Regions from separate parts of the Mus musculus genome. Here all the other regions are linked to region 2. Evidence: chromatin contacts called from public promoter capture Hi-C data. All regions are on one chromosome and are shown on one strand. Each heading gives the region's core, a stretch centred on a gene start, on an enhancer-like site or on the middle of the called end of the contact. The rest is flanking DNA. Distances are from core to core; before and after follow the strand shown.

The links. Promoter capture Hi-C pulls out the DNA fragments that hold promoters and counts their contacts.
Region 1: a promoter capture Hi-C map of erythroid cells shows a contact between it and region 2, with 24 times the contacts expected there. The contact joins the promoter of Mecp2 here to the promoter of Vbp1 in region 2. A contact is called at or near these places in 3 of 39 promoter capture datasets (cranial neural crest, erythroid cells and pre-B cells).
Region 3: a contact with region 2 is called in a promoter capture Hi-C map of erythroid cells, with 50 times the contacts expected there. The contact joins the promoter of Idh3g here to the promoter of Vbp1 in region 2. A contact is called at or near these places in 3 of 39 promoter capture datasets (cranial neural crest, erythroid cells and pre-B cells).
Region 4: a promoter capture Hi-C map of pre-B cells shows a contact between it and region 2, with 6 times the contacts expected there. The contact joins the promoter of Hcfc1 here to the promoter of Vbp1 in region 2. A contact is called at or near these places in 2 of 39 promoter capture datasets (erythroid cells and pre-B cells).
Region 5: a contact with region 2 is called in a promoter capture Hi-C map of pre-B cells, with 5 times the contacts expected there. The contact joins the promoter of Irak1 here to the promoter of Vbp1 in region 2. A contact is called at or near these places in 2 of 39 promoter capture datasets (the C10 cell line and pre-B cells).
Region 6: a promoter capture Hi-C map of pre-B cells shows a contact between it and region 2. The contact joins the promoter of Tbl1x here to the promoter of Vbp1 in region 2. A contact is called at or near these places in 3 of 39 promoter capture datasets (cranial neural crest, embryonic stem cells and pre-B cells) and 1 of 115 datasets of contacts at active chromatin or transcription factors (embryonic stem cells).
Region 7: a contact with region 2 is called in a promoter capture Hi-C map of erythroid cells, with 43 times the contacts expected there. The contact joins the promoter of Flna here to the promoter of Vbp1 in region 2. A contact is called at or near these places in 3 of 39 promoter capture datasets (cranial neural crest, erythroid cells and pre-B cells).

What each region holds. Positions count from the first base shown.
Region 1 is chrX:74,083,349-74,086,953 of GRCm38.p6, forward strand. It overlaps Mecp2 (methyl CpG binding protein 2), which reads right to left and starts at 2,342. Exons shown (of 4, transcript NM_010788.4): 1 at 2,162-2,342.
Region 2 is chrX:75,512,749-75,516,214 of GRCm38.p6, forward strand. Vbp1 (von Hippel-Lindau binding protein 1) reads left to right here and starts at 1,549. Exons shown (of 6, transcript NM_011692.2): 1 at 1,549-1,680. The coding sequence starts at 1,591.
Region 3 is chrX:73,785,643-73,789,266 of GRCm38.p6, forward strand. It overlaps Idh3g (isocitrate dehydrogenase 3 (NAD+), gamma), which reads right to left and starts at 1,255. Exons shown (of 13, transcript NM_008323.1): 1 at 1,133-1,255. The coding sequence starts at 1,213. Ssr4 (signal sequence receptor, delta) reads left to right here and starts at 1,381. Exons shown (of 6, transcript NM_001166480.2): 1 at 1,381-1,664; 2 at 3,193-3,311. The coding sequence starts at 1,598.
Region 4 is chrX:73,964,487-73,968,199 of GRCm38.p6, forward strand. It overlaps Hcfc1 (host cell factor C1), which reads right to left and starts at 1,871. Exons shown (of 26, transcript NM_008224.4): 1 at 1,325-1,871. The coding sequence starts at 1,517.
Region 5 is chrX:74,021,788-74,025,375 of GRCm38.p6, forward strand. It overlaps Irak1 (interleukin-1 receptor-associated kinase 1), which reads right to left and starts at 2,134. Exons shown (of 15, transcript NM_001177973.1): 1 at 1,823-2,134; 2 at 1,579-1,746; 3 at 1,279-1,410; 4 at 1,062-1,165; 5 at 686-877; 6 at 398-462; 7 at 62-176. The coding sequence starts at 1,958. Mir5132 (microRNA 5132) reads right to left here and starts at 1,811; the gene lies at 1,741-1,811. Mir718 (microRNA 718) reads right to left here and starts at 2,149; the gene lies at 2,062-2,149.
Region 6 is chrX:77,509,072-77,512,791 of GRCm38.p6, forward strand. It overlaps Tbl1x (transducin (beta)-like 1 X-linked), which reads left to right and starts at 2,156. Exons shown (of 16, transcript NM_020601.2): 1 at 2,156-2,198.
Region 7 is chrX:74,244,928-74,248,302 of GRCm38.p6, forward strand. Flna (filamin, alpha) reads right to left here and starts at 1,607. Exons shown (of 46, transcript NM_010227.3): 1 at 1,137-1,607. The coding sequence starts at 1,509.

The DNA.
Region 1 (3,605 bases), core at 1,092-3,591, 1.4 Mb before region 2:
TAGCTTCAGATGTCACCAGGCACTTTGAAAGGAAACTGTGTTCTAGAAGTTGCTTACGATGTTTAAAGAGCTATGGGTACAACAAATAGATAACCAGAGGGGCACCTGAGGAAGCAAACCTGTTGTAAGAATATAAAAACAAAGTAAAGGTTCCAACTCTGAGCTCAGGCTCAGATGTACAAACCTTGGAATTTTTTGACAAGCAAGACTTGGGTGTGTTTGTGAAAGTGAATGCACTCTGTCGGCCATGTGTATTAACTCATTTTAGATCATTTGTACTTTTACAGTGTTTGGACTCTTTAAGGTTCTGACATATCCAGGTAAGAAAATAAAAGCAAGTGTTTCCTAGGCTTTCTGAGTATGACTTGAATTTGAAGTTAAAAACAAACGAAAAACCAAAAGTCTGTAAATATATTTTTCCAAATCCTTGGTGGAAACTCCCCAAGGACCTAACAATCCAAATTTTATCTTTTTATAGAGATTCGACATATTTCAAAGAACCTAAGATATCAGTTTAATCATGTTATTAATTGAAATTGCTGAGATTCACATAATTCCAACCACAAACCCAAAATTCTCCTCTACAGTAATAATTACCTATTAGTGAAATTTTACTACCCAGGCCCAAATTGGTTTCATTTATGTAGTATAACAAAATATCTAGAACTTGTCCTACAACATCTCAGTCACTTAGCACTATAAATTAGTCCATTCTGTTTCATGATCGTCATCAACCACCCTGTATTTGAGCCTACTGCCTCACTGTAATGATTCCAAACAGTGGAGTCAACATGCAAATGACTCAACAGAGCCCATTTGTGTTCCTGGAAAATTAACCAAGAGTACATATCTGCCTGACTATGAGTCAGGAATATCAAATTTGTGGTGGAGCCCATTTTTGTTTTGATCAACCTATACCCGAACATACAAGGAACCAGCATAGAGGTATCCCCTAACAAGCTTTGCCCTTCAGGGGTCCATACTGAACAATGTCATACCAGGGTCTCTCTTGTGAGAGGGAATCTTTTTTAGACTCCATGATGACTTTAAACCTTTAGTGCAAAACCTCAGAAACATTGCCACTGCCACATAAAAGTCACCTGTGTTTTATTTTCAGTGATTCAGCCATAACCAAACTAAAAAGAGAATGAACTTTCAAAGATAAGTGACAGGAGTCACAGCGATGCGATGATCTCGCCCCATTTGGTACTGGCGATCCTGAGCGCTCCAGGACGAAGAGAGCCCGTTACATACAACGTCCCATTCCACTTATGTAACTGGATGATCGCTGGCGAAGGGAGGGGAGGGAGGGTGGGAAGACGCTCATATTCCGAAGCCACAGCACAGCATCCCCAAAGAACCAGAGCACCCTGCGGGCATGGTCTCACGGAAGAGCTTCGAGTGCTGAGGAACGCACAGTCCCTTGCCCACGGTTCCTGATGAGAACTACAACCATCTCTTTATGATGAGTTGTGGGACCTAGGAACATAATGTCTAGTCCTTTTTGTGGGTGGACAATAACCCTCAACTTGTTCCTGCCAAGTGGGGAATGGAGCTGATGGACCGACTCGCTTGCAGTGGGGGCAAAAAGTCACGGAATGGGAGAGGAGGAGGAGGGAGCAAAACCCAGAGATGGGGGTAAGAGCTCAGGAGCCCTTGTGGCGCACTCTCCCAACGGGAGATGGACTGCGCACGCGCGCCAGTCTGTGTGTGTGAGGGGGGAGCAAGTAACGGGAGTGGGGGCGCGCGAGGGAGAAGGGGACAGCGCGATCCAGGGAGAGGCCGGGACCGCGGGCGCGCGACAGTGCCGAGGCCCAAAGCCCCAAGAAGGGCAGGAGCGCGCGCAGCCCCAACTGGCGAAGCCCAGACGACAAGGGCGCTTGCACAGCTGGGGCCTAGGATGCGCACAGATGGGGCGGGCAGCGGGAGGGCGTCATTCGAAGGTGGCTCCAGGGAGATCGCGCTGAGAACCGTCGCTCGCGATTGCGGGAGACGAGTGGAGAAAGCCACCACCGGCGGCAGAGGGAGGGGGAGGGTAGAGAGGAGGGACGCCATCCGCCAGCCGTGTCGCCCGACCCCGCGGGCCCCTCCCGCGCCACGTCCCGCCCCTACCCGCCCCCCAGCAAGGGTCCCCGCCCGCGGCCTTGGCGGTCCCACTCACAGTCTCTCCTCCTCGCCTCCTCCTCCTCCTCCGCTCGGCGCGGCGGCGGCGGCGGCGGTGGCGGCAGCGGCGGCCATTTTCCGGACGGGTTTTACCACAGCCCTCTCTCCGAGAGGAGGGAGCGCGCGCGCAACCGATGCCGGGACCCCGCACGGCAGACGTCGCGCCCCGCCCTCCCGACCAGCCTGTGTGCTGCTGCACCTGCGCGCCCGCGCCCCACCCCTTGCTCTTTGTCGAGATTACCCTTCATTGGTTGTGGAGCCCAGGCTGGGGCGGAGCCTTAGCGGTGACGCCCTCAATTGGCAGGAGTTCCTGTCTGTTTAGGCAGGGAAAAGAGGCGGACCCCATTCAGCTGCGGATTGGTGGAGTTCTACTGTCACTTGGAAAAAAGAGGCGGCTAGGGCACAGAGGGGCTGGTTTTGTGGGCAGCATTTGAATGTTGAGGATTAACTGGGCCCTTGTGGACTCTGGCGCTTAAGGAAGTCTAGGCTCTTGGCGCCTATTAGAGCCTCCCTGCTGAGTAGTTCACCATTGTGATAAGCATTTGACTTCACCAGCATTTCTTTATTATCATTTTCTGTAGAAGTAGCAAAGTTGCCTGTTGAGGAGCCTGGCGTTGTTCCAAGCCAAGGGACTTGTTTTAAAGGGTCTACTGATTGTATTATTACACTAAATTAGCAGATGTCGCACTCTTAAGGCTGACAGTAAAATCAACATATCAAACCTTGGTCTTTGCAGACGTTTATAATGGGCAGATGGTGTGTGCCAAGCCCATAAGAGATCGGTCTGTCATTGTTGAATCAGATGGTTTGATGGAAGTACGTATAAAAGGGAGTGAGGCCAGAGGGAGCATTGTCAAAGCAGCCTTACCCTGATACCAGTCAGCATCCAATGCTCTTTGTGCTAAACAAATGCTCAACAAGAGACTTTCTTTCTTTGTTTGTTTTTTAAACACTATGCAACAAGAGACTTTCTGATTCAAATTTGGCTCCCCTCTCTATTCATTTATTTGCTAGGCACTGTTTTAGTACTGAACAAGGAGACAAACTAGACTCCTGGTAAGGAAGAGTCATACTAAACATACAAGAAAGTAGAACTTAAAATTTTGCACAGAGATAAAGACTTTGAAATAGATAGGGCAAGGACAAAAGAAGTGCTATTATGATACCCTCTAGCTTTTGCCCTCATGTCGTCTCCCAATATGGGTAATTGGGGAAAACATTCTAGGCAAGTTTAAACACTCTAAGGAAGGACTATGCCTGCCTTACTAAGGAGGCCAGTGTGACTGGAGAGAGACCTAGGCCACCAAAAGAACTAGGAGATTATTTTGAGATGAGAAGCCCTTGATAAATATTTGAGTCACTAGCTGTCACCATAAAACCTATGTTGCCAGTGAAGAATGAAGAACTGGCTGGTCCAGAGGTCCTGGCAGCAGTTGAAGAAA
Region 2 (3,466 bases), core at 299-2,798:
TACAGGGTGTTTTTTAGTGGTAGAGAACATTTTTATTTTTACTGTCTTTTTTTTTTTTTAGTTATCAAAACCATATATGAACTAAATACAAAGGCTTCCCAAGTTGTATAAATCTCATCTCAACTTTATCATGTATTTATTTTTGCTATTTTTCCCACCCTAACTTTTTCCCTCTTAACTCCTGCCCACTCCCTCTTGGATTCATGGTCCCTTCTTGTATGATTATTACTGTATCTTATATAAACTTATAACTGAGTACATTTAATGTTGTTCATATGTACATGTACTTGGGGCTGACCATTTAAGATTTGGCAACCTATCAGGGGGGCTTGTCTCTGGAGAAAATTGATTCTCCCTCCCTCAGCAGCCATTGACTGATTGTAGTTCATCATCTAGTGTAGGGCTGTGTGAAATTTCCCTCATTCCCATTAACGTGTATGCTGCTGGGGTCATTATGTAGGACTTGGCTAGGCAACCATATTGTTGAGATTTCATGGCTATAGTTTCCCTGCCATGTTGTTCTGGCTGGTTTTATGTGTCAACTTGACACAGCTGGAGTTACCACAGAGAAAGGAGCTTCAGTTGAGGAAATGCCTCCATGAGATCCAACTGTAAGGCATTTTCCCAATTAGTGATCAAGAGGGAAAGGCCCCTTGTGGGTGGGACCATCTCTGGGCTGGTAGTCTTGGGTTCTATAAGAGAGCAGGCTGAGCAAGCCAGGTAAGGCAAGCCAGTAAAGAACATCCCTCCATGGCCTCTGCATCAGCTCCTGCTTCCTGCCCTGCTTGAGTTCCAGTCCTGAGTTCCTTTGGTGATGAACAGCAGTATGGAATCGTAAGCTGAATAAACCATTTTTTCCCCAACTGCTTCTTGGTCATGATGTTTGTGCAGGAATAGAAACCCTGACTAAGACAAATTGATACTGGCTTGCTTTGTTTTATAAGCTACTTTTGCTTTTATTTGCAAACAGGGTCTCCTGCAGTGATTATGCATATCTGGTTTATTGATAGATTTGCTTTTTAAAGAGTTGTTGTGGAGGACAAAACTCTGGGAAGTCTTTGGATCTAAGAATTTAAGCACAGCTCTTGGCATTTTTTTCACATAAACTATAAACATATCGAAAGTTTTGACCTGGAAGCCGACAAGTATCTCACTGAAGGTGGCTTGTGAGAAAGATTGGTGTATTTCTTATGAGTCCAGGGCATACACACTCAGAATGAAGTTCACTGGTCTGCAAAAGGGAATTGGGATTGCCTCAGAAGCCACTCTGGAGTGTAGTCTCTTGATATCTTCAGGTGCAGGTGGGGCTGCGGTTTGGCATGGTCTGAATTCCCAGGGCTTTATCCTTGCCCATTCCTTAGATCTCTGAGATTAAGCATTAGAATAAGCATTAGCCTTCTGGCTTTTCCAACACATCCTTTCTAAGCTTGTCAGTCACATGCGTGTAGCCAATCACCACCCACGACGTAAGCACCAATGAATACGCAGATTCGCAGGGAGAGAGGCGGGTCTGAAGTGCAAACGATCCAATCACTGACGCCAACGATCGATGCCTCAGAAGGTAGTTATTTGCTCTGGTGCTTTCTGAAGATGGCGGCGGCTAAGGACGGATGCGGCCTAGAAACTGCTGCTGGAAACGGGCGGCGGCTCCACTTAGGGATTCCTGAAGCAGTGTTTGTGGTAAGAAACTCTTTCTCAGCGTCTTAATCTGATATTGGAGATTGCTTTCCAGTCACTTCCCAGGTCTGGGTCGTTGGGAGGAACAGAGCTAAAGGGTCCCGGAAGGGAATGTCTGGCCTTTTGCCTCTTCCTGCATCTTGGCTTTTTAGGCCTGGCGGGCGATAGCTTTGAAGAAAGGTAGTCCAACCCCGGCCCAGAAGAGGGAGCAGGGAGGAGAACTGGGTAGCTGGAGACGGATGCGAGGCGGATTGGGGCGTGGCGTCCCTTGAAACTGACCAGTTGCTGCCTGTTGTCGCCTAAAGAAAAACAAAAAACAGCAGCAACGGTTATTGAGCTCAAGACCGCAGTGATGCCGGAGATGTAGATGGGTGGACATTTAGCACAGAGAGCAGGCAGAGCAGCTGTTTGTAGGGTGTGGGTACTGAGTGGCACCCAGTCAGCTTGAGCACGGCCGTGGTCCGTTTCCTTGGGAATGGAAGCAGACTGCTGAGAAAAGTAAACGTTAGCACAAACGTTAAGTCCATGTGTTCTTGCTTTTAAGAATTGAGGCTTATGTAATGGGCAACCGGCTGTTATTAGGTTTTTGAAACCATTTTATATTTGCTTTTAGTAATACTATTTAAGCAGTTTGTAGACAACAAATTTTATGCAGTTGTGAAGATTGTGGGAAATGCAATTGGAAGGTTTCATGTAACAGGACCGACCCAAGTTAAATATTTGTACTGAAGCATATAAAATCTTAGTCAAAATTTCCTTGATTCTTTTTTGGTATGTACCAAAAATTATATATATTCTGTCTTATTGCTAACATTCTTCAAAAGACCCTTTTTTTCTTTTACTTAAATCACATTTTATATTGTATATTTTAATGTGCTGGTGGAATAAATTTTTATGTGTATTCTCAATGTTCTGTGCTTTTAAAAATATTTTTCAAGTGATCTTTACATGAAGTAATATTTTCTGAGGTTCAGAAATTTTCTTAGAAAATTTGCAAAACTTTATGAGGGAGTTACTGTTGTTCAAATTTTGTAGATGTAGTTGATGAAACCCAGAAATAGAGGTATCCAGAAGTAGCATTTGAGCAGTCAGGAGAGCTTTAGAACCTCTTTGGTCATGCTCTGCTACTTAGAGGTGAGGAAATTTTGTGTTATTTCTCCTGATCCTATTATAATGCCTGATATATAAGGATGTAAATATATAAATTTCCATTCTGTCTTAAATATAACCCGATAGCAGTAACTTCAGAAATGGAATTAATGAATACAAACTTTATCTGAGGGATTTACCGTAAAATAAACTTTTATTTATTTATTTTATTTATTTATTTTTTTGAGACAGCCCAGGTTGGCTTAGAACTCACTGTTTGGATTAGGATGGCCTCAAATTCATAGTGCCTGTCCTGCTTCTGCTTTCCAAGTTTGTAGGTTAAAGACAGACACTGTGACAACTGGCTGTAAAATTTTATGGTTAAATTTTATACCAACACGATGTAATAAGCAGTCCAAACTTTATATAATTATCTTGATGTTCCAAAACTAATGGAAGTGGCATGATATTTTAACAACATAAAATTCTATGTCTGAGAGTATTTGAATCCTACCCAACTTCCATCTTGCTGCTTAGTCTTGAGTTTCTATGGGTGACAATATTTATGGACTTATTTTGAAAAATAAAATATGTATTCAATTGAATTAAATCAGTAAGAAAAATGATAACTTTGGCACACAATTTGCTCAATTCTTTAGTGACTAGGGCACATGAGTAGGCAGTGTGCTTCATTGCTAGC
Region 3 (3,624 bases), core at 5-2,504, 1.7 Mb before region 2:
GAACCAGAAGTCCCTATTTTAAATAGAATTTCATGTAGCATATGTAGCTCCCTTCCCCAAACAAAACAAGACAAAACAAAAAAGCCCCCAAGACCCCAACAACAACAACAACAAAAAACCCCATGGCATTCTGGAAGGTCAGAGTCAGCAAATGCTTTGAGAACATAAAGTCCTCTCTCCTCACTGGAACCCAGAGAGAAAAGAGAGCTGGCCTAATGCCATATTCTAGGTCAGTGGAAGAGCAAGGCCTAGAGGTCATAGCTCTTATTCCCCAGAGCTAGTTGTTGGTTTTCTGGTGCTAAGCAGTGCTACCCAGGAGCTAAACCAGCTAACCAAGACTCCAAAGAAAGAACCAGGAAAGCAAAGCCCTAGAAGCTTCCAGTCTTAGAACCCTGGTTCACTCTCATTACAGGGGTTTGGGCTTGTTTGTTGGCCTTTTGGTTAGAATCAAGTATCTAGGTGCTTGGTAGGCGGAAGATCTGGAGGGATCAAGGATTATGGATAGCCAGATGGCGGCGGTGCATGCCTTTAATTAATCCCAGCACTTGGGAGACAGAGGCAGGAGGATTTCTGAATTCAAGGCCAGCCTGGTCTACAGTGTGAGTTCCAGGCTACAGAGAGAAACCGCGTGTTCGACGAGACAGAGAGAAACCGGGAGAGGGAACGCGGGGACACAGCGAGAGACACACAGCGAGAGAGATACTGATAAAGTCTGATTTTCCACCTCCACTAGGGCAAAGCAGTCTAAGAGAGGGAAAACCAAGGAGGAACTGAGTCCAGAAACAGGCTTAGATGGTACATGCAAGGTGGGCCAGGACACGTGGCCTCTTCAAAAGGGCTTCCACAAGGACACTACGGAGGGGACACCTAGCTACTGCGGTCTACCTTCCCAACCCTTCCGGAGGAAGGCACAGAGGAGCCAGATCAGAGTCAATTTCGGCCAACCGCCTCACGGACAGCAGAAGCAACCAGTGAACCCCAGAGTGCAGCCCTCTCCCCGCCCCTCCTATGGCTCGCACAGCCAATCGAATTCCGTGTTTGCTCAAAGAGCCGTTACCCGACTCCGGGTCTCAATTGGGTGTTAAGTCCCTCTGTAAGCCTGCAAATGTCCCACCGCCCATTCACCACTCACCTCCCAAGGACGGCAGAGGAGAGTTGGCTTGAGCATTGCCTTTGCAGCACCGCCAGCAGCTATCGCCACCTTCAGCGCCATGACGAAAAGTGAGGACCTCTACAGGTCAAAACATTAAGCACCGTTCTCGCGACAGTTGGGGACAGCGAGAAATCCGGGGTATGGGTTGAGAAAACGCTAGCATTACGCACGCGCACAGTCACACCGGTTCTTACGCCCCCTTCCGGTGCCTAGAGCACTGTTCCGCCATCTTGGGGAGGGGAAGGCTGAGAAGGAGGGAAGTGCGACCGGTTGGGACCCTGGCTAGGGAAGCGGACACGTCAGTGCCGCCAGCGACGTCACCATGCCCGACCCAGCCCGCCGACGCACGATTGGGTGCTGAGGCCGCTTACGCGTCGCGCTTCCTCGTCTGCTCCGCATGTCCAGGGTGGCTTGCTCTCTTTTCCCCTCGGAAGAGAAGAGGCGATGGCGGCGATGGCATCTTTCGGCGCCCTGGCACTACTCCTGCTGTCTGGCCTATCTTGCTGCTCAGGTAGCGGCCTGGCCGGAGCTTGTTTCGGGGCGCGCCCCTGCTGTTGGCAGGTGGTGCTGGGGGGAGGAAGGGTGTGCGCGAGGTGGGGATCTGGCCCTTCCCGGGGCTCGTCGCTACTGACGGGATCTTCCCCCGATGGGTGTTGTGTCGTGGCGACCAAAGCACCACACACACGTTTACCCGACAGCCAGGTTGCTTCCTTGTCTGCTTTTGGGAGAACCCCCAAAGCAGTACCATGCTCCGACCACCAGCTCCAGCAGGGAAGGTGATATGTATGTCCCTGGTTCCTGTGTCAAAAGGTAGTCGCACAAGAGCAGTGCTGGCAGCTACGAACCAATGCTGCATAGGCCAGGCTTCCCCAAGAGAAACCTAAGAGAGGGAGGCAGATCAGAGTAAGGGCACTAGGCGAGTTAGATAGGGAACCGATGAAGTGAGCAAGGGCTTTTAGTGCCCAGAGCCTCGACTTTTTGTGACGCCTTGGTATATCCCACCCCAAAGTTCATAGCAAAATTGAACCGTGCACAGACCCGTTGATATTTGTGAGACATCTGTAACGTGGTAGTGGGGCTGAGCTCAATCTGGAGTGCCGGCATGTGTTTTGAAAGATGTTAGCACCTCAGACCTGAGAGCCTGAACTAAGGACGATTTGGTTTCTGTACATACAGGTAGCCTCTGGCCATCCCTTCTACCCACCCCTCAGAGAATCCTTCAGTCTGTTGCTAGCAGTGTCTTAAAAAGACAAACCTGGCTGTAACATCTATTAGGGGTTCCATAGTGTCTACAGGGAAAGGCCCAGCTGAGCAGGTCACAGAAGGGTTGGTGGAATATGGCCTTGAGAGCCATTCCCAGGCATTTTCCTCCTGCCATTTATGCCGGTACAAGGTCTTCTCTAGCTTAATCGGTCATTCTTTCAAGACATCACATTTGGAGAAGAGTTGGATGAAAACTTTTCCTCAGGGGTGTTTAGTTTACAGGGGCAGGTTTGGTGTTTGGGCCCAGAATTTACTTCTCTCAGGAAACACTAGAACCAGTCTTGACATTCTGTCACCTGGATGGGTCTAGAGACCCTTATCTTGAAAGTCCCTGTGTGTTAACAACACCCCATTTAGTGTCTGCAGAATGCTTTCAGTAGGCTATTGAAGAAGCTCTGAATTGAGGCTGCCTTGACCTACTGGGCTTCTGGGGTACTTTAGGAGCAGGTGAGCTGCTTTGTGGCCTCCCTATCATAGATTCAGATACTAATTTCATCAGCCTCCTGCCTGCCTCAAACATGGCTGTTGCTTCCATGTTGTTGCATCCAGACTCACCTCTGCAGAGCTTTCCCTACCTCACTCTGGCCTGGCTCATCAGCCCTCACTGGCCCCTTCCACTCTACTTTTGACTGAGTACTAGGATCCATCTCCCAGACCCCACTTTCTGTCAGGAATAGAAGAGTATGTGTATCCTCAGCTCACCAAGTCTGAGAGGTGGAGCCAGGGTAAGCCCTTTTGCCTGGAACACACAAATTGGCTTTGCCTCCTCTCCACAGCAGAGGCCTGCCTGGAACCACAGATCACCCCTTCTTACTATACAACTTCAGATGCCGTCATTTCTACAGAGACTGTATTCATCGTGGAGATTTCACTGACCTGCAAGAACAGGGTCCAGGTGAGACAGTAGGGACTCAGCAGAGAGGGTGCAGGGGAAGAGATGAGGGTGGCAGACTCATTCACTGGCAGTTGACAGTGACCTGAGGATCCTATCAACAGGGAGAATAAGGATTCCAATTCACAGGGTGCAGGAGAGATGAGGGCACAGCGAGGCCAGATCCTAGCAAGTACTTCAAGAGCATTTTCCTGACCTGCTTGGTATGCTTTGCCTCCATGCAGTAATGTGGGTAGACACCCCACTGTTTCCTGGATGAATGTCTGGAATGGGAGAAAGAACTAGGGTCAGGCCCCTCTATCTTTTTTTCTCGTTG
Region 4 (3,713 bases), core at 621-3,120, 1.5 Mb before region 2:
TCCTCAGTGTGGAGTGTGTGAGATGGAGGGTGGGGTCAATTGCTTCACACTTGGTCCTGCCCTCAAATGAAGAGGAGGTGCCTGGGACCGCAGGGGCCCAGAAAGGATGAGGGTGCACGGAAGAGGCTAAGGAGCTGGCAAGGGAGGAAGCACTGCAGGCTGCACCTACTGCAGCAGAGGGAAGCTTCTAGTCTACCAGAGGCAAGGGGGCTGGCTCTCACCTGGACACAACTGGCACATACTTTCAGCTTTGGCAAGCCCCAGCACTTCTTTTCCCTTAGGGCAAGGAAAAGGTCCTGAAGGCTCTTGGGCAGTCAACCGGCGACTCAGGCCAATCCCCCGTACTACATGTGCAGAAAGTGCCAAGAGGCTACCAGAGAAGGACTCAAAGCTTTCTGCCCTAAAGACAGAGCAAGGGAAGCAAGCAAGGAACAACATGTGGCTCCCATAAGGGAGGGGACAGAGGCCAGGCTTTAGATCAGCTATACCTGCAGATAGGCTCCTCCCAATTTGCAAGGGCTTGGGTTTGGGGAAGGAGGCACTAGTTAACCCCTTCAATCTCTCTCTCTCTCTCTCTCTCTCTCTCTCTCTCTCTCTCTCTCACACACACACACACACACACACACACACACACACACACAAAAGACACACTGAGCCCTCCAGTCTGCTATGGGGGGCGGGGTGGGGGAACTCAATTGTTAAGGCACCAGATTAGGAAAAGAAATAATTTGAAGGAAAAAAAAACTACAAAAATTCACAACTGGTACAATACCCCCATGTGTGTGTAGGGGGGGGCAGTATAGTCATCATGCCATTCGTATTTGCCACGAGGGTCTCATTAGTCTGTTAAAAGCCTGCACCTTAAAGAATGCTTCCCTCTTTTTTTCTGGGTGTAGAGAACGGATCTGTGATCTAAATATTATCTTTTCTCCCGAACGAGCATGGGCGCTGGAGATGAGGACTATCGCAGGAGGGGGGAGGATTCCGCCTGCGCCAAGAGAACACATCCGCTGCCGCGCCAGCCCCAGCCCACTGGGTAACGGTGTACGTCTGAAGTCACTGTCGCCCGCGACATCCCCTCCCCCTCACCAGTCGGAGTAGAGGGTTTCTCTAAGTACCGAAATGCAACCTTTAAACACAGAAGAGTACGGGGGTGTAAGAACGGGGGTTGAAAAATCAGGGAGAAAGCAAAGATGGCAATAAGTGCAAAGAGAGAAGGAAAACACATCAGGGGAGTGAGATAGGAAAAGAGAAGATAGGGAAAAGAAGGGTTAGGAGAGAGATGGAGGGAAGACTTTGAGAAACCCAGGGCGGTAGCACTTACCAGTGTTGTACACGTGTAGTTCGTCCACTATCCCCTCGTTGCCGCCGCCAAACACCACTATAAGCTCCTTGATAGCCACTGCACGGTGGCCGTGGCGGGGTCGGGGCACGGGACCCGACCAGCCCACCACCCGTTTCCAGCGGGGCTGCAGAAGCACCGCTGGCAAGTTTGCGGGAGACACAGCCGAAGCCATAGTTCCGGTTAAGGATGCAGTGGGAAGAGGTCACTGAATGGGAGGATACCCTTAATTCTTCACACACCCCCTTTCGTCTAAGGCAGCTCTCACGAAGAAGCGGCTCCTTACACAGCGGTGGACGACTCCATGGAGGCCGCCATCTTAACTATCCTCCTTCCTTTGGCTCTTCCCCCCCTTCTCACTCAGCTCGTATCCTTAAAAGCTTCTCAGAACTGCAGAGCACCTATTCCCGAGAAGCTGGAGGCCACTGAGCGCCGTCGCTCTAACTATTTGCCTGGGTGTTCCCGCTTAGAACCTCGAGCAGGAGGCTCTGGGAGCCGCCATCTTGAGCCGCCTCTCTCTCCTCCCTTCCTCAGTCGTAGCCCTCCCCCGCCGGAAATGGCGGAGCCCCGGCCCGGTTCCCACACCCCCCGTCCCCAGCACTGGCTGGCTTCCGGGGCGGGTGGAAAAGAGCCACAAATGCCGCGGTTGTCTCAACTTCGCCGACAGTCAGACCACAATTGTGGAAGCCGCCATCTTGAAACCGTCCTGCTTCCCCACCCAGCACTTAGTACAACCACCGATCGCAGAACCCCAACGTTCCTAAGTAATAAAGGCGTGTCAGAGGCTGGCGGAACGGGCTCCAACTCTCAGTTGCTGCTCGAAGCCCCGACCCGTATGGCTCGAGAGGTTTTGCACCTCTCCCTTGAGTCCGCCTCTGCTATTCAGGCTGTGGCGGCCGCCCTGGGAGCCGCCATCTTGAGACTAGCTTCTCTTCCCCCCCCCACCCCACCTATCCTCTTCTTCCTGGACAGTTCTTCCACAGCAAACCAAACGCAAGGCAGCGTCCAATCCTCGCTTCCCTCCTTAAGACTCCTTCCCACAGGAGCCGCTCGAAAGAGCAGGAGTTAAGACCCGAAGTGACAATTGTACGGCAGAAGAAGCGGTAACGGCAGGGCGATCATGCCTCCTCCCTGGGAGCCGCCATCTTGTGTGAAGAAGTAACAACTAAACATGGCGGCTATCGGGCGAGGGGGCGGGGTCAGAAGACGTCACCTTTCCCCCTCCTCCCCGCCTTCGCACGTCTTTGACTCTGGTCTCAAGCCTCTTAAAGGACCCAAAGCTCATAAAGAATTAAAAGCTTCTTTAAAAACCAGTGCGTTGTCTATTTGCGGGCGAGTTGGTGCTCTGTGCAGTAAGCTAGAGACAGTAGAGTTCAGGTCAGGTGCAGTAGTGCCCCGCCCTGCACTCCCCCCCACCAGGGCTCTTCCACGCCTCCACTCTGGGAGTCGCCATCTTGCCACTTCCCCACGCCCGGTCGTCTGCGGGCGTCAATAGCGAGTTTCAGCACAAAACAAAGATGGCCGCGGCATCTAGGGATGCCCGGATGAAAATCTAACTCCGTTCAGTCGCTTGGCCACGCCCCCTGGGAACTGTCTCCCAGGTCGCTGATGGGACACAAACCAGAGAAATGGCCTTTAACTAGCAGTGGCGGCATGACACATGGTAGTTAAGGGTGGCAAAGAATACTGCGATTGCACCCTTTGCTGAGAAGCATCTCTTTTCCCGCTCCGAACACTCTGCGACACTTAGAACCCAGCTACAGCGGGTAGCTGCAGGCGGGGCCAGAGCGGAAGGTGACGCCATGAGCTCACAGGGGCGGAGCTGCTGCCCGCTCCCAGGAGCGCCAGCAACACCCCGAGGCGTCTCCACATCCGCCCGCGCCTCCCGAAGGACTCGGCCACGCGCTCTGAATTGCAGCGCACCAGGCTACCCGCAGCCAGCGGCCCTGGGAGGCTACCGGCACCGGAGCAAAGCCAGCGCGGGAGCAGTCTGCGCCACTCGCGTCACCCGCCCCGCCTTCTTCCCAGGGCTTCTCGCCCCACCTTTGCGCAGGCGTACAACATCTTTATGGGTCCGCCCTTTTTTGAGATTTGAATTTTCCCCAGCAAAGGCAGAGAAGTAAAAATCCCCGGATGGTGAACGCTGTTTTTTTTCGCGCCAATATTGTAAGCTCACACAACAACCTTGAAAAAGGAGCGTTATCGTCTTCATGTCTACGTTCCAAGTCTCCAAGGAGGCCATTTAGACACAGCACTGTCATCACTGTCATAGGCAGGTTGTAGCACAGAGGTCCTAAACTGATGTCCCAGAGCACACACTAAAAGCAGATTATTTCTCCACACTAACCTTTCTTTATTCCATCCTTATTTT
Region 5 (3,588 bases), core at 884-3,383, 1.5 Mb before region 2:
GTCCTGCCTGACACAGGCTAAGGGGCTATGCCAATAAAGGTGCCAGATCAGCAAGGACTACCTGAAGGTGGAGCTGATCCTCCAAGGAGCCATTGGGCAAGAAGCCATAAACAAGGCAGTATAAGCCACTCTCTGCACAGTAGCCAGCAAAGTCTACGATATTTGGGTGACGAAACCTGTTATAAAGAGTGGAGTCTGAGTTCTTTAATTTTCTGGGTTCTACTACTTTTCATCAGGCCAGGCTAGGTAGGCAGCACTTGATGTTCCCTCACCCATGCCAGGCCAGGCCTTGAGGGCCCAAGGGAGCCAGATCTTGTGTTGTGCAGTCCTAAAGACTGATGAGGCCGTGGTGTGGCTCACCTTGTGCCCCTAGACAGGAGGGACCCCCAAGGCTCACCTTGATAGCTGTTCCACCTCTGTTAAGAAGCTCTGTTTCACCATAGTCCACTCTAGGTCAGCTTCCTGTAGCCCCAGGCATGGTGGGGTAAGAGGTAGGGAAAGTAGGTGACATGAGCCAAGCTTGCCAGTTGTTTCCAGGCCCAAATCTATGGAAGGCTTGGGGTCCTTGAAGGAATTGCTTGGGGAGGCTGGAGACTGCAGAAGTGAGGGGCTGATGGAGGGAGGAACTAGACAAATAAGGACTGATAGATTGTCTTCCAGGTGTCTACCCCAATGTTACACCTACCTCCTTCAGTCTCTTCACAGCATATGTAGTATTTCTCATGACTGCTCGGTACACACATCCAAAACCACCCTCTCCAATCCTGAGTTCTTCAGAGAAGTTGCAGGTGCCTTGGGAAATCTCACAGAAGGGCCAGCAAAACGGGGAGGGATGGGCTCTTTGGAGGCCAGACACTGGGCTCTCTGGGCTTGACTGCTGGAAGAGACCATGGACCAGGCGAGGACCCTATCTATTCCCTTTGGTCCAGGTTGAAAGCTCCCTTCAACACTAGTTGTCTCTCAGATGACCTGGCTGTGCTGATTTGGGCTCTGTGGTACACCAAAGGTTAAGTTTCTTCCTCTTTGTCTGGAAAATTCCCTGGGGGTTAAGAGACACCTACCTTGGTGGAGGAAGGGGCTGAAGATGGTAGTGGTGGCCCGAGGGAAACAGGGAGTGGAACCTGGAGGAGCTCTGACTCAGAATGGGTCTGGGAGCCTGGAAAAGCTTCATAAAGATGGCAGTGAGAGGCAGAGACCAGCAGCAGTCTACAGCCATGTCAGCAGTCATGGTGGCCTTTTCCTCAGGCATATCAAGCCCAACACCCGGGTTCTTTTTACCTGGGGAGAGGAAGGTGGAGGCAGAGGACTGCAATTTCCGGGGGCTCCAGTCCCCGGCCTCAGAGCCTGCAGAGATGCTGCTGGGCCTTGGGGCAGCGGTGCTTGGGGGCACAACGGGGGCAGGAGGGTGCCCTGGGATAACAAGGAAGGAAAGGAGGGTTGTGACTCAGAGCTCTCTATCTCTAAGTGAAGGGGTGGGGGGGGGGGAGTTCCCATATGGTTCCCTGTCTCAGGAAACTCTGTACCCGTCACCCCTCTTGGGTTCCCATCCCTAGGGTCCCTGGGGCTATGCTCGCTCACAGGCTGTGATGATGTCCCTCGCACGCAGCAGCTGCAGGTGCGTGAGGATGTGAACGAGGTCAGCTACGCGCGCGTTGCGGTTGATCCAGGGCCACAGAACACTGGCTGTGCGCTGCTCGGAGCGCTCGCACAGCCGCAGCTCTGTCTGGTCGCGCACGATCAAGGCCGCTGCGGGATGGGGAACATCAGGCTTCAGCTCCAGAAGCCTGAGTCCACCACCCCACGCCGGCCTGCCGTCACCCACCGAACTGGCACCAGTCGGCGGGCTCCAGGGCGTCCATCACTTTGTAGAAGCGGCACATAACCCAGGGTGGCACCTCGTACAAGAAGTGCTGGGCGCCTGGAACCACAGGCTCCCCGGGGCCCGGCCCCCCGGCCATGGCCGCCGCCGCCGCCCCCGGGCCGAGGCCTCTCGGGGCCTCGGCGGGCGCGGGCCTTAGCGGGCCGGGTCCGCGGACACTGACTCACTTCCCCTTCAGGCCGGCCTCGTGCGACACCCGGCCGGGCGGAAGAGGCGGCGCTCGACCCGCCGCCATCTTGCCCTCCGCGGCCTTCCGCCACACGGGGGCGTCCCGCGCCGCCCTTGACGCGGGGAAGGAGCTCTGCTACGTAGGAGGGAGTCCCTAATGGGAGAACCGAGGTCTGTGGTCCTACACAAACATCTGAATAGGGCTGAACAGGATGAAGAATGACTTCCAGTTCTAGAGACAAAGGGCACGATGTTTTTACACGATGTTCTACAAAGGCAGTTTATGCCAAGCCTGGTGAAAGTCACGGAGAGGCTACCCTCGCTTTAGTTGGGGAGCAGTTTGAGAGCCAGCCAAATTGTTGGTCAGTCAGGGTTAAATATGGGTAACAAAATGGCCCTCTGGCAGACTGTAGTCATTTGGTGATAAGGATGGATGCCCTGAGAATGGTCTGGAAGAGTGTATACCATGCTACTGCTTGTGTGCTAGATCTCCATGCCCCCACCACGCCCCCAGGAACCTTCCAGCAGCTGGGCCAGCAAGTGTTAGATCACAGAATCTGCCTGTGCAGGATTCTAATTAGCTTTCCAACTAACACATTTATGTCTCTTAACATACACATGGTGTTCGGCTCTAAATGTCCCTTTCCTTTTTCTGTCACACTTTTATCTTAGTTTGCACTTCTCTCCATAAGGATAGTAGGGTCTAGCAGCTTCTCCTACCCCTTTCTAGAGTAGTTGTTGGTGATACCACCTGTTGTGACCTTTAGCCACATGAATGAGTGTCTCTTGCCTATTCCTCTACTGTTCTCCATTCAGGGTTTTCTTTGGCCTTTTTGGTCACTATGACACACATCTCAGCGCACACTACTTTCTCATTATGCTCTCTGAAGTCCTCTTCATATGAGTGCACTACTCTTAGCATTAGCCATTGCCACTCACCTGCACAGACTGTATGGCTTGGATAGTGCTCCCTGCTCAGGTGGTCTTCCTCAAGTACAAATCACTAAAGCCCAGCTCTTTAAAAGAGCTGTTAGGAAGATGGCATAGCCAGCCTCTGTCCACCCACCTGAACTTATATACACCAACAGCCTTAAGCCAGATAGAACTCTTTAGATGTTGGGCTTGGTGGTACACCCCTTTAATTCCTGCACCCAGAAAACAAAGGCAAGTGAATCTCTGTGAATTTGAGGTTAGCATGGTTTAAGTTCCAGGTCAGCCAGGGATACAAAGTGCAACCCTACCTCAGATCAAGACCAAACCTGAAAAAAACAAACAAACAAAAAACAAAACAAACAAAAAACCCAAACCCTGTTTAGTAGGTGTCCTGAAAAGAACTTATTCTGTTCTGAAATTGAGTTTGCATATACACCCCTGCTGTAGCCATTCCTGATAAGATTGAACATAAACAGCTGTGGGGAAAACTTCCTAAACCCAGCTCCTCTCTTGAACACACCTTGAGCTTGCTGGAGTTCTGTACCTCTAAACTTTTCTCACTTCTCACTGCCCAGGGATGATCCACAGGCAGCAACTTGGTATTCCTT
Region 6 (3,720 bases), core at 906-3,405, 2.0 Mb after region 2:
TTTAAAGATGATCATCACTTATCAAGTAACAGATGCATGCAGGAATGCTTTTAACCAACTTCAGTTTGGAATTTTCAAGCACTAATTTGGGCAAGCCGAGCTGAGCAAGCTAGGTGGTTAGGGTTTGCTGCGCAGCTACTCGAGGGTCTGCGGTAGCAAAGAGCTGGCGACCGGGTAAAGCCTGAAGCTGTAATGATGTCAACTTGTTATTTACTTTCCAAATCTGAATGACTGAGCAAGGCGAAAGGAGAATCAATCAACCACAATGTGACCCTACAGGCGGAAAAAACGCAGCGCTACCACCAGCATGCAGTGGGGGAAGGGAAGCACGTGTAAACTGGGCCAGGGTTGCATCACGAGCAGGCTCAGGTTTTCGATTGCACCCTTCATAATACCTCAGCATCAGTCTGCACAAGCTCAGGAGCCCAAGAGCTAAGAAGGGCAGGCTCAAGGGAGCCCTACCAAGTCCTTTGGGGGTGGGGGTGCTTGAATGGCAGCTGATAGCTAATAAGCCTGTGTACTGCTGATTCACAATTATGGAGACTGTGTAAGTGTGGATTTTTTATTGATGCGCTCTAATAACTGTGTACCAACAGTCGTTTGACATATTTGACGTTTCGTAGAAATATTTTGCAAGGTAAATTTGAGGTCCGCCTTTTTGATGGAGAACCGGCCCCTTAAAAACTCGCCCCAGGTTCTCCCCTCCACCCCCAACTACCAGAGCAACAAATGCCTAGTGTTCAAGGAAGGAGCAAGTGAGGTTAGGGTTTAAATTGCGGAGTGTTACTGGGCGCTTAGCACCGAGCTCATTAGAAGCCTAAGGGAGGGGCAAATTGATTTTAAAAATACTCAGCAAGGCAGACACCAAAGGTGCTGAGGAGGAGGGCCGAATATTTATTTAATTGAATTAAAGGCGGGAGTATGGGGGGAAATCGTCACCGATGTGGAAGAGAGGAAGCGCCAGGGCTGGGCCTTACCAGCCTTGGCAACAGAAAACACTTTGCCAGCGCCTGCGGTTTCAGGCCTGGGGGTGGGGATTTACAGATTTGAGGGCCCCAGTACCCTAACATAGTCCTCCATAGTCCCAGCTTATTTGTGCCTTAGTCTTGTGTTAAAGCGTCTCCCCTATGCATTTCTGACTATTGGCCGAGAGGTGTTTTGCAAAGGTCATGGCTGCGCCCGAGTCCTCAATTTTTGCGGTGGGCGTAAAGGCAACTGGGGAGGGGGATGCTTTATGTCGTTAATTTTGAAGAAGATGCGCTTGGAGATGGTGTTACACGAGAACCTTCTAGGCTAGCTGGGCGGCTTCATCTTTTGAGGTGGGGGAGGGTAACACTTTCAGTGGCTTGGGTTACCATTCCCTCTTTAAATCTTCAGGGTGGCCCTTGTTCCCATCCCCCCTCCTCCCGAGCCACCTTGGCGTGAGGGGTGTGGGATTGAGTATCCGTGTAGGGGCCCTGTTCCCCCCTCATTCCTCTCTGAGCCTGGTAGGGGCCTGGTTGGGGCCCAGAGGGCAATGCTCAGGCTTCCCTCCTCCACCTTGGGCTTGGGGCGGGGAGAGGTGGGGGTGGGGAGGCTTTAGGGTGAAGAACTGTGCCGAGATGTAAGTCTTTTCCCTGCCCCCGGGGGGCTGGGTCTGGACTTGGTCCGGGGAAGGGCGGGCCTGGCGTCCTAGCCCTTACTGGGGGGAGGGGCTGCCGCGTGGGGACGCTGCCCCCCCAAGGAGCTCGGGGAGGGGCCGGCGGGCACGCGGTGGGGGAGGGCAGGGCTGTAGAGAGCCTCTTCCAGGTGTCTGGGGAGGGCGGCGCGCTGTCGACCCTCTTGGCACGTCTCCCAGCCTGGGTAGGCTTGCTCGCGTCCGCTCCCAGCGGAGGTCACTGGCCGTGTCGGTCCCTCCCGCCGTCCCGCCCTCTCCCGCCGCCGCCGCTCCCAGCCCAGCCCCCCCCAGTCTCGACGCTCGGGAGCGACAAGCCGCCAGCGCCCCCGCCCCGCCGCCGCTGCAGCGCCCTCCGGCCGCCATTCGCCACCGAAACTTTCCAGCGCTAGCTCTTCTCGTGGACTAGGTGGCGGGCCAGGGGTAGCGCGCGGCTGCTCCGGGGCGCTTGGCCCTCGTCGGCCTCCGCGCGGCCCGGGGTTGGTGACGGTGGACCCGCCAGTACGCTGAGTGCGCGGCCACAAGTTGCACGGCTCGCGGCGAGGTGAGTACACGCCGGGCAGGGGCTCAAACTTCTCGGGCCGAGGGGCGCGGTGGTGACCCCAATCGCGGGCCCTGAAGCTTCAGGAGGGGCAAGTTCCCGTGTGCCCCCCCAACCCCAGGTTGGGCGCGCTCCCTGCACGCCGAACAATACCTCTGGGGCGGCCGCTCCCCGAAGTGGCCGCGCGCGCGGGGGGCGGGAAAGGCCTGGGTGCGCCTTTGTTTTGGGGAGAGGGAAAGGCAAGTTTAGGGACGCTCTGCAGTTCGTCCCAGCATCTCTTTGTCTGAGGCTCCAGAGGGGGTTGGCTGGGCTGACCCGCGTCGCCCTGGGACTTGGGGGCCGCGCGGGATCCCCTTGTGGGGGAGGGGAGCCTCATTCATCCTCGAGGCGCGGGCCGGCGCTCCCGGAACACGGTGGACGCGCGGCGGCGCGCGGGGGATAGTGGCTGGCCCGTTTGTGATCAGTTTCCGAGGCGCAAACTGTCAGGGAAGTCCGGGAGCCCCCTCCCCATACCTACTCCCAGGCCTGGTCTCGGGGACCAGGGTGTGTGTGGGGGGGTGACAACGACGGAGGGCGGCTCCTCTGGCTAGGTGAGGGAGAGGGACCGCCCAGTACGGCCTGGGGAGGGTGTAAACCTGTTGCTTTGGGGCTGGGGAGGGGTTCTCCAGATCTGCACTCACCCACATCCTCGTCTTAGGAATTTCCCTTACGTAGAGAAGGGTGCTGGGAGCAGGAGTTTATGTAGGAGGGGTGCGCCTTTGAACGTCGGTGATCTTCGGGTTTTGTGACAACTTTAGGAGGAGACTACAGGCCCGCTGGTGCTGGATGGGGCCTGGGCTTCACGTGCGTGACCAGTGAGCAATCAGGAGCTTGGGGCTTTTTTTTTTCCCTCTCTCTCTCTTTTTTTCTTTTTCTTTTTTTTTTTCCCCCAGCGTCTGGCGTTCTCAGAGGCCTCCGCACTGTAAATTCCGCAGTTAGGGTCGGCTTGTTTCTTTCTGACCAAGTGTTGTGGGGCAAAACCTAAAACAGCTCCCCTCCCCCTAACCAAAACCTAAGCCATACTGCTAGTGCAAGTGTTTGTTTCTGTTCTGCTTTGGTGTGTGTGCCTTGACCTGACTAGTGTTTTTCTCTGAGCTAGTCCCTGGTTTAACTTAAAAGAGGACACAAGAATACAGGAGGAGGAGTGAGTGCTTTGTCCTACTCCCCCCCCCCCCCAGTCTTGGTTTAGGGTAGCAAATAGGTCTTGGTGAGCCTATGAAATTTACCATTGGTCATTTCTAAAGACACATATCAAGGTATGAAATAGTGTTGAGTGTAGATGGCACTTTTATTTTTAAAGGGATTTCGTGTCCAAGTGTGCTGCAGATTATTTTCATGGCACCACCCACCAGTGTAATTAGTACAACGATGAAAGTCGAAGTTCACTTGATCCACTTATTAAAATGGCCCCCTAAAGCTTTTCAAGCCTTTAATCACACACACACCTGTAGGACAGGCATGGGTGATTTGGGGTGTAAGGCTCTCA
Region 7 (3,375 bases), core at 357-2,856, 1.3 Mb before region 2:
TCCGGTTGCCCCCTTCCAAGACTTAGAAATGACTCAGCTGGCTAGACTGAGGCTGGGACTAGGGGTGAGTTTTCATACATCCACTGGCACACCTCTATGAGCATTTAAAAAAAAAAAAAAACTCAGCACTTAAAATCTGCTCTCTGAAGGGCCTTGGTCCCTCGCTGTTTTAACTAGCATGTACCATTCCAAAGTTGTAAGGATAATAGAAAACCCTTTGTATTATGGAGTAAAGGTCCACTCTTCTACTCTCCCTGTTCCACATTCCCAAGATAACAATTCTGGTGCCTGTCCATGAGCAGCCCCTACTTTGAGAAAAGCATGGGATCCTGCAAGAGACAATACCAATGCCAACCTCTCCAGTTCAAAGACTTGGGAACTGGACTAGCAGTAAACCCTGTGCACATTGGAGCACCTTTCAACCAATCTCTGCATTCTAGATGTACAAAACCAAGGTTTACAATGAAACAAGAATTTGATCCATGATAGACAGCAAAGCTAACAACCAAGTGCTCGTGCCTTTAGTCAACCACACTCATTACACCTGGAGTACAGTTTTGCCAGCAGTATATCTCTTTGCCCCCCTCCAAGTTCAGCAAAAAAAGAAAGAAAGAAAGAAAGAAACTGGGGATTTGAACTATCTCCAATGGGGAAGCATGTTCCAGGGCAAGAAGTTGAGGGAGTCCTACATAAATAGGAGAACAAGCTACAACCTTCACTTTAGAACTGCAGAGGCAGCCAAATGCTAGAAGGGTACTTTTAAAATTGTTGTAGGTGGAAAGCATGGGTATCCCAGGGATGGGGTGCGGCTCTCAGAGGCAGAAGCCTAGTCTGTGCCTGTCCCACCTCGGGTGCAGCGTTGGGGGCGCGGCCTACAGAGGATGTGAGCTCAGCCTGGGAGCAGGCCAGCAAGGCGCTGCGGGCGGGGGCGCGTAGCGGTTCGCATGCTCGCCAGGCCAGCCTTTTGTTCTCGAGGACCTCAAAGAACAAGGCGGCTAAGGGGCCTAGTGGTAGCCTTGGTTGTGTGCAGCAGCTAGGGAAGACAACTAGGAGAGACTCTAGAGGAGAAGAAAGGAAGAATTTGTTGCGACCACGCCCGCACCCACTCAGCGCCCCAGTGTAGCCCGTGCCCTCACCTATGGACACGAGCTTGATGCTCTCACGGTCCAGGAATTCAAGCGCCACCGACACATTTTCGAGCTGCATCTGGCGGAAAGTGGGTCTTTGGTTGTGCTTGCGGTGCATTTTCTTCTGGCTGAGTACCTCGAGCAGCGCGATGAGCCGCAACCCATCGCTCAGGTCCGTCTGCAGATTGGCGATGCGCTTGCTTACGCACTTAAGGTGCTCATTGCACCAGCGGGTGAATGTGTTCTGCTGAATTTTCTTCCACGGTGCATCTTCTGCTAGGTCTTTTTCGGTAGCCGGCATCTCCGCGTCCCGTGAATCGATACTGCCTCCCGGAGACGCAACCGCCGCACTCTGGCCACAGCGGGAGTGAGAGCTACTCATTTTGAGGCGCGAGGAACGGAGGGGCGGTGCTGCAGCTTCGCCGATGGGACGGCCCTTTAATTAAAGCAGTAGGCACCTCCGAGCATGAACGACGAGGCACAGAACAGAGGTTGCACTGCGGAAAGAGCGAGCCCTTTAAATGTATGCGAAAGGCGGAGCCAGAGGCAAAGTTTCCTTGGGGGCGGAGCCTCTGGGTGGGGCTTCTGGGCCGCGCCCGCCCCACCTCGCCCCTCCCGTTGGAATGCCCCACAACGCCCCCCGCCCCCATCCCCCGAAGCTGCCTCTGCACTCCGCCAAAAGCAACTCAGCCCCGCTGCTTCAGAAAGGGTCTTTGAGCCCCAAAGAGCACAAAAAGGTCTGGCAACATCCGCTACAGTACTACAGGAAACGGACCCCAGATCTAGGAACGCTTGAGCAATTCTGTCACAGAATTGCTCAGCTCCAGCAGGCACACCCTTACAAGGGACTTTCTTTCCCCAAGGTCCCTGCAGAAGGCGGAGCGAATAATGTCCCGGTATCACTTGGGCTCCGCCCTGACCCTGTACCCTCTTCTACATTCTCTATTCTTCCCGAGCTTAGGGTTCTCAGCCACAGTGTGATCCACAGCAGAGTAAAGCAATCCTGTGAGCGAACCCTTCCAGAGCGCCTAACGCTGCTGAGAGCTCTTTGTATGCTGTCAGACAGGGCTCTCATCACCTAACATAGACACCCACAGAGCCCTGGCACTCCCTACCCATCTCCTTTGGTCTTCCCAGTCTCCATGACCCTGGCCTGCACACCTGCACAGGCCCATTCCCACCGTCGTCTTCTCTACTGCCTAGTTCCATCCGCGAGGAAATGGGGCCAGCACTGGGCCAAGTGGCCACCAGCACTACAGGATCAAGCAGCTTTCCAAAGGTCCAGGGTATGCCAATGCACACAATCAGAGGGCGCCTGCCTGCCTGCCTGCCTGCCTGCCCTGTGATGCATGTAGATCTGTACACCTTGTACCTGCCATACTCACTGTTCTACCTTGGGCCCTGAGGAATTCTGGGGGGAGAGGTCTTCTCTGGCTGAACAGTCCCAAGCCTTGCTGTGACCCTAGAGATGTGGAGGGGCTCAGGGAGAGGGTCCCAGATTACTGAAGAAAGGAGAGTCACCAGACATCAAGGCTTGCTAAGGAGCCTGAGTGTGTTCCCTAAGTAGTGTGAAGCTACTCACTAAAAGTTAATTTAATGATAGATATTCTCTGGAGATAGTGATGAGGATGCTGTGCTGGGACAGAAAGGAGCGAAGATACAGAAAAAGAAAACTGTAGGGGATACTCCCAACCATCCTCTTTAGTTAAGGGGATTCATCTTACCTATGTCTTTCCCGTGGTAGACTTTTCCATCTACTTACTCTGTACTTCAAGCCTCTCCAGAATGTTAAATTGTTTTTCCAGAAAGACAGGCTTCTGTCCCTACTTCTCAATTCTAAGACCAGTGGCCGCCGGGGCTGGAGAGATGGCTCTGTGGTTAAGAGCAGTGGCTGCTCTTTCAGAGGACCCAGATTCAATTCCCAGCACCCATATGAAAGCTTACAACTGTCTGTAACTCTAGCTCCAGGGAATATGACACCTTCACACAGACATGAATGCAGGCAAAATTATGCACATAAAATTAATTAGATAGATAGATAGATAGATAGATAGATAGATAGATAAAGACCAGTGGCTGAAAGAGGCCTTGGGTTGACCAACATGTCATGCCCAAATATGGTTGACTCTCCCACAGCCTGGAGTGTCTTCATTGCCTGTGGTAGGGCTATGATAGGGCTTTGATCACAATGGGCAGAACCTTTCAGCATAGTCATCTTGAGATTGTCTATGATATCGCCAGTCAAATA